2 separate regions of the Hordeum vulgare genome follow, and region 1 is linked to region 2. Evidence: chromatin contacts called from public Hi-C data. All regions are on one chromosome and are shown on one strand. The core of a region is the stretch at or near the end of the contact, and the rest is flanking DNA. Distances in the headings are between cores, read along the strand shown. Region 1 holds the start of LOC123447385 (outer envelope protein 64, chloroplastic). Region 2 has its middle 9.0 kb from the start of LOC123447382.

Region 1 (3,543 bases), core at 201-2,700, 140 kb after region 2:
ACCGGGGAGGAGGCGCCTGGCACGTTGGAGAGGAGGAGGAGGACCCACCGCCGCAGTCACCGGTCGTCGGAGTTGTTGCACCGCTTACCTCATCATGGAAACGGATCCGCGTCGGAGGAAAGCTCGAGAGGGGGGAAATGGTGGAGGGAGTTTTGCCGCCGCGGTCACCCTCGATATATAGGGTGACCGAATCGGCGGGCGGTGACTCAAATTCGTCGCGCTGCTTTTTCGAAGATGCGCCATCGCTCTCGCCATCACCCTCCCCTGTGTGGCCGGTGTGGCGTTCCCCTCCCCTGCATCGCTCAAGCCTAGCTCGCAAAAAACAGCCGATTCGACCGTTCCCAGCGGGCCTGGCTGAGAGGTGCTTTGAGGTTCGTGCTATGCGGGTCAAACAGTGAATGCATGCTACCAAACAGCCCATATTCATTCCGCGCGGGCCTGGTTGGGCCTAGTGGAGGCAACCAAACACATCTCTAGCTCCGCTACTTCTTGCATTGTAAAGGCATCCCATATACTTTTTTTCCAAAAAATACTTGTATTGCCCAGTTAGAAAGGTTACATATTTTTAGAGTACATAGCAAGGTTACATTTAGTTTGGCAAAGTGTGATGGCCTTAGCGGGTGCTAACCCTAACCAAATGGCAATGTGACCTTGAGCCTTGCGCCCTTGCCATAATTTGCCATCAAATGGCTCACAGAGTTTTGACTTCAACACAAATGAGCAATACAAGTGCTTTTAAAAGATAAAGTGTATTTACTTTATCGGATTAGAACCATTTAGGCTTCTCCCAATGCTTCATCATGTACTCTCTTCGTTTTTACTTACTCGACGCATTAGCTTTGGTCAAAGTCAAGCTTTATAAACATTGACAAAGTTTATAGACACATATATTAACATATACAATAACAAATCAATACCATTAGATACATTATTGAATTTACTTTCACATTATATGAATTTGTTACGGTAAGTATTTTTTTTTATAAACTTAGTCAAACTTTATTTAATTTGACTGTAGTCAACTCTAATATGCAGAGTAGACAAAAACGAAGGGAGTACGAGTGCTAAGTCTGCCAAATAGGCACAACTCATCTAAGACATTGAATACACGTAGCACCTCATCTAAGCACATTTGCGTTGAAAGAGGTCTTAGAGTGCGTGATTTTTCAATAATTGTAGTCGCTGCTAGATGGTAAGTTACGCTACCTCCGGTGCCGATGAATAGATCAAAAGTTCTTCCCGTAAAAAAGGCTTATGAAGAAACTAAAATGTTCCCTTTGAAATTCAAGCGAAAAAGCAAGCAAACCAGGTTTTCAAAATTCACCGGAAAACTCCCATCACCTAGGTTTTCCTTTCGGTAGACAAGAGATGTTCCTCTGTTGGAAGGAATTTCAGCTTTGGTGTCGCCCGTGGTATATAGCTCCTCCGCGAAGCCAACAGCGCCCACGGGACCCCCACGGCGCTTGTTATCCATCCACCACGCAGCCGCCTTCTCCTTCCGGGCCTCTCGCCGTCTTCCTCCTCCCCACCGCCCTCGCCTCAAAACCCCCGCCCCCGCCCCCGCCCCCTAAAAACCCTAGCCCTCGAATTCTCCCCCGCCCGCTCGGAGCGTACGGCCCGCTACACAGGCGCATGGCGTCCTCGACGGCCGCCAACCTCTGGGTGCTGCTGGGCCTCGGCATCGCCGGCGTCCTCCTGGCGGCGAAGCGGCTCAAGCGGCCGGCCCGCCCGGACCACGGCGCCTTCGTGTCGCGCCTCGAGCTCCTGCCGCCTCCCCAGCCCCCGCCGCCCCAGGCACGCCACCCCCTCACCGACCTCTGCTTCGCCATCGCCGACGCGTAAGCTCTCGCCCCCCCTCCCTCCCTCCCCCCTTCGTGTTTGGCCGGCGACAGGTTCTAGCCCGGATTGGGTTAGGCAGGGGGCGACTTGTTTAGCATAGCTTGGGTGATGATTCGATCGCGCCACGCCAGCGTTAATTCGGTATTGTTGTTTACGGGGATTGGATTTGTGCTGCTGGTTACCAGTCGGTCGTGGTGATGGGATTTGCTCAGCATGGAACCATTGATGCATTGTATGTGCTGAATTGTTTCTTTGCCGTTTGAATGACTCTAATGCCTCTGCCTCGCATGGGACAGCTTCGTGGATGACTTTCCAACTTTTTAATGGCCGACGCCAAAAAGGAAAACAGTGCCCTGCAAGAGCACATGAATGTTGGTAGTATTAGATACAACAGTTATGGTATTATCTATCACAGTTACCCAACAATCTACTACGCTAGAACTAGGCAGCTCAGTAGTTTCAGCATGCATCCTGGCTCGTGGTGTGGTTTATTATACTACAAGGCGCTAGAATCCATAGACAATACAATATCTGACATAATAATAATGAGTCATAGTACCTTTTCTTCATGAAATTTATCTTGTTAGGTTTGCCATGCCAATTATGAGTTGCTAGAGCGAATTTTGGGAGTTAAGATTGAGGTTGAGGGAAGATCACAAACTATTTATAGGACAGACTAATTTAGGCATCTACTGCTGGTTTCAGAAGCACATTTTTGGTAGGGGGTGAACTTCACCCCTTCAGTTTCCTCCACCGAACATATTGGTTTATGTGCTCGTTGGTGATTGTTGAAACAATCTTCCCCGTTATCCGTTGAAGAGTTGCTAATGTGGCAAGCATTGGGACTTGCGGCAGTCATCTGTTGATGCTAACATGCTCAGTTGCATCCTGACCTTCCACTCTCTCTTTTCCATAAGCAGCCTCTTGTAGAAACATACTTAACACCCTGTTAGATACTCGTAATTTCTTATCTGCCAGATTTAAATCCTCAAACAAATTTGGGGTGCTACTCAGGAAAAAAAAGAACTAGTGGAGATGGTTTGGTATTTGTTCTTAGTCTTTAAATCACATTTTGCTTTGAATTTGTTTACTGGCATGTCAATGACTCTACCATGAAGTGACATTTGAAGCGACATTTCTGTTTTCTGACATTGGTGATACTTGAACATCAACAGATTTCCAGATTCTAAACAATTTTCTTGAACTTCCTTAATCAACTAAAGGCGTTTTCGTTTTTAAAATCTAAGGCTGTAACTGTGCGTGGTTTTGTTTCCCAATGGTGAGGGCTTGTGGGGTGACTCATGACTTGTGTTTTAAAACTTAAAATTCAGTTTGGTGATGCTGTTGTGAAATCATTGCGGCACACATGCTTGTGCCCTGTTTGATAAAATGAACGGAGACTTAATTATTAAGTTCTTCAACAAACATATGGATTGATTATGTTGATAACACCATAGTTTCATAGTTTTCAGAACATTTTCTCACCTGGACCAACTCAAAGCCTAAAATGCTGACCTTCTTTGTTCTGTTTAAAATGGTCCTAGCTTTTCATATTCTACTCTTTATGGTCCGCTGACTCCTTTGCCTGAAGTAGTTATTGGCCCTATTTGTGGGCAAAAATCAACCACAATTATATATCTCTAAAGTAAAATCCGCATAATTGCAAATAGGATCAGCTTTCAGTAACTGTAATATGTACAATTA
Region 2 (3,407 bases), core at 534-3,033:
CCAAGACAAATGGTAACACATTGTTAGCTAAAATGATGTAGAGTACTACTGAAGTAACTGAACAGCAATTTAGTTAAGTAGATGAAATAACATCCAAAAACTCTAGCAACATCCCAGCTACAACAAAATGAGAAGGTGTGAATGCTCCAATGGCCATAGCTCTCACTGAATAAAATTGGGTGCCTGTCTGACTGGAACTAGATGAGACCTTGAAAATGCAGAGCTACCTGCTCATCATACAGCTGCTGCCCACGAGCAGTAAGTTTGACCTTTTTCTTTAAAGAGACTAAACGATAAGGACTGACCAGTAAGGCAGTAACAACCTAGCCTCCAAATTTGGACTGACTAGCCCAAATGTAGTACAATGCAGACACTCCAGCCTGGGAAACAAGTTGTACATTGCAGCACAACATGTGACAGTAGCACTACGAGTATATAGCAATTTGTGAGTGAAAGGATGAATTAGAAGCACAGACCTTGCTGTCCAGCTCCTGGGAGATGCCGAGCGCGAGCGCGGTCTTGCCAGTGGCAGGTGGGCCGGCAAGGAGCAGTGCGCGCCCAGCCATCTTCTTCTGGCGGATCATGTCGACCACGAGCCCACACGCCTCTCTGGCCTCCGCCTGCCCCACGAATCCCGCCGACATCCCTATCGCCGTCCCATTGGCCTGCGAAGAGAAGCAAACGAAAGTCCCGAGAACGAAAATTCGGGGTAATTACTGGAAACACTCCTAAACTAAAATTCCTAGGAAAACCTCCCCCCGCGTGAGGAGCGGAGAAGCAGGGGAGATGGAGAAGTATGTACGTCGAGTCCGAGGCCCTTGATGTGGGTGTGGGTGGCGATGCGCTGCTTCTTCGACGTAGACTGTACATCCTCGATCCTCATCGTCGCCGGCACTGCCGCCGCCGATTTTTGCGCTCTATGTCTCTTTCTTTCTCTCTCCCGAGGCGGCTAGGGTTAGGCGCCGAGGCGTGTGCGGGGACGAGAAGGCAGGGCGCCGGCGGGGAAAGAGATAAGAGAGCGAGGGGGATTCGCGCCGGTGCGCGATGGCGCGGGGAGGTGGCGGAGGTCGGGCGGCGCGGGGGTGCAGCGGCGGCGATTTTGGGGCAGAGTGAGAGGCGCCGGGACAGGGGAGAGGTGGGCGGGAGAGAGACGAGCGAGGGAAGAGAGGGGCGGCGCTTTAAAAAAAAATAGCAGCTGCTTAGAGTTAGGGGTTAAAATTGGATAAACGCCACTCAAATTCAGGGTTTCAAACTTTGAGAATGTCACTGTAAATTTTGCAAACTTTAAAAAACACCAATGCAGACTTTAAAAAACTAGAGCATACTCCGCGCATTGTTGCGGGAATCTATTTCAAGTGATTTTATTGTTTGAAAATGAATAGTTGAATTAATAATATATGAACTAAATCTTAGAAAAACATATTATATATTGAATACGAGTGACATAATGTAATAAAAAAACTCATGCATGTTGAATGGACCTTTGATGAGGTGGTATGTGTGGTGAGATCAATTAATAATAGAAGACTTTTTCACATGAATGTTGTTGTGGGCCTTTAATGAAATGTCACGTGTGCATGTTTAGATAATAGAGGTAGTGGGGATAAATTATTAAGGTATATAGGATATCACTTAGAATGGTATTTTTGAAATTTGCAGTGTTGTTTTTCGAAATCGCGAGAATTCGAGTGGCAATTACTCAATTGACCTAGTCCGAGCGGCCAACAGGCCAAATAGGCCCAACGCCAATTTCAAGCAAATGAAGAATTTAAGGACACCAAGGGAATCGACGATGAGGGCTATTTCTCGACCTCCTATGCGCCGCTCGTTGTGGCCAACTGCCAAGCGGACGCAGAGGGGGTCGACCGACTGGGCCGGCCTAGATGTTTTTTCTTTTTTTTTGTTCCTTCATTTCTTTTCTGCTTAATATTTTTCTATTTTGTTTTTTTCCTTTTTCTTTTCTAATTTGAAGCAAAACATTTTTAGTATTTGAAGAATAATATTTGAAAATTCAGAACATTTTTTGAAATAGCAAACATGTTTTATTTTTTAACAAATTTTGAAATATGAACAAATTTCAAATTCACGAACAAAATTATGAAACCGTGAACATTTTTCGAATCTGGAAAATTATTTTGAAACCCTGAACAGTTTACAAACTGTGAACAAAATTTGAAACCATAAACCATTTTTTCAATTATAAAAAAATCGAAACATGACTAAATTTCAAATTGTGAACAAAATTATAAAATTTTGCACATTTTTTCAAAATCAGGAACATCTTTTAAAATTCCAGAATATTTTTTCAAAATACAGATTTTGTTTTTCAAATTATGGAACTTTTTTATGAAAAAACTGAAATATTTTGATAAAAATTCCAGAACAATTTTTAAAATTCCGCAACATATTTTCAAAATTACGGAACAAACTTAAAATTTCGAAACATTGTTGCAAATCGGAACATTTTTTGAAAATCCGGAAAAAAAATTCAAATTTCGGATTTTTTTTTTAAATCCGGAACAATTTTCAAATTGCAGAACATTTTTTCAAATTCTGGAACACTTTCTCAAATTCCAAAACTTTTTTCCATACGTGGAACATTTTTTCAAATTCCAGAACATTTTATGAATATCCGAAACATTTTTTCAAATTCCGGAACATTGTTTCAATTTTGGAACATTTTTTCAAATTACAGAACATCTTTTGAGAATACGGAACATTTTTTCAAATTTAGAAACATTTTTTAAAATTCCGGAACATTTTTTCAAATTCCAAAACATTTTTAAATAGAAAAATAAAAAAAGAATAAAGAAAAAAAAATAAAAAATGAAAAACCAGTTCAGTAAATTTTCTAGAAAGTTCCCAAAACAGAAAAAACCGGTTGAAAACCTAAGGTTCCCAAAACAGGGATTGCTAATGGGCTGGCCCAAATCCGTTGCTAGCTTCTGTGCGTTTGCCCACCTATTTAACGCAAAGAGCGTCAAATAAGGTTTTCCCTTAGCTCCAGCCCAAGGCAAGCCGCCTATGGCTCACCCTGGGCCGCCATATAAGAAAAGTTTCTTAAGGTTTGGGACTGTTCCAAAAACCGACATATGGCCCAGTGTAACTCGCCCCCCCCCCACCCCCCTCGTCTAAGCAAAGACATGGTCATGCAATTTCATAGAAGAGAAGTGATTTCTTATGCGTAGTGGTAGCTACACATCCTTTGGTATGAGTGTCTTTTTTGATATACGAGGTGTTGGGTTTCAATGACATTGGCACAAGTGCATTTTTGTTATATATGAATGACCTTTTCTTACTTTTATTTGTCTTCTTTTTTTTACGTTTTTGACACAGGTGTTTTTTGTTATGTAGAAAGGGCGTTTCTCACGTCTTTCTGTCTTTTTTCCTTGCCTTTTTGGCATAAT

What was found. A called contact is a pair of places that touch in the nucleus more often than the background predicts.
Region 1: a contact with region 2 is called in a Hi-C map of leaf, with 4 times the contacts expected there. The contact joins the promoter of LOC123447385 here to the enhancer-like site in region 2. A contact is called at or near these places in 3 of 6 Hi-C or Micro-C datasets (leaf and seedling).

The regions. Positions count from the first base shown.
Region 1 is chr4H:15,064,923-15,068,465 of MorexV3_pseudomolecules_assembly, forward strand. LOC123447385 (outer envelope protein 64, chloroplastic) reads left to right here and starts at 1,451. Exons shown (of 13, transcript XM_045123982.1): 1 at 1,451-1,838. The coding sequence starts at 1,633.
Region 2 is chr4H:14,923,233-14,926,639 of MorexV3_pseudomolecules_assembly, forward strand. It overlaps the pseudogene LOC123447384. Among protein-coding and RNA genes, the nearest start is that of LOC123447382, 9.0 kb to the left of the region's middle. Within about 2 kb of position 1,784, at least 2 of the 3 cell types and tissues checked have open chromatin away from gene starts, as enhancers often do. A contact at or near this core is called in leaf, where this site is marked.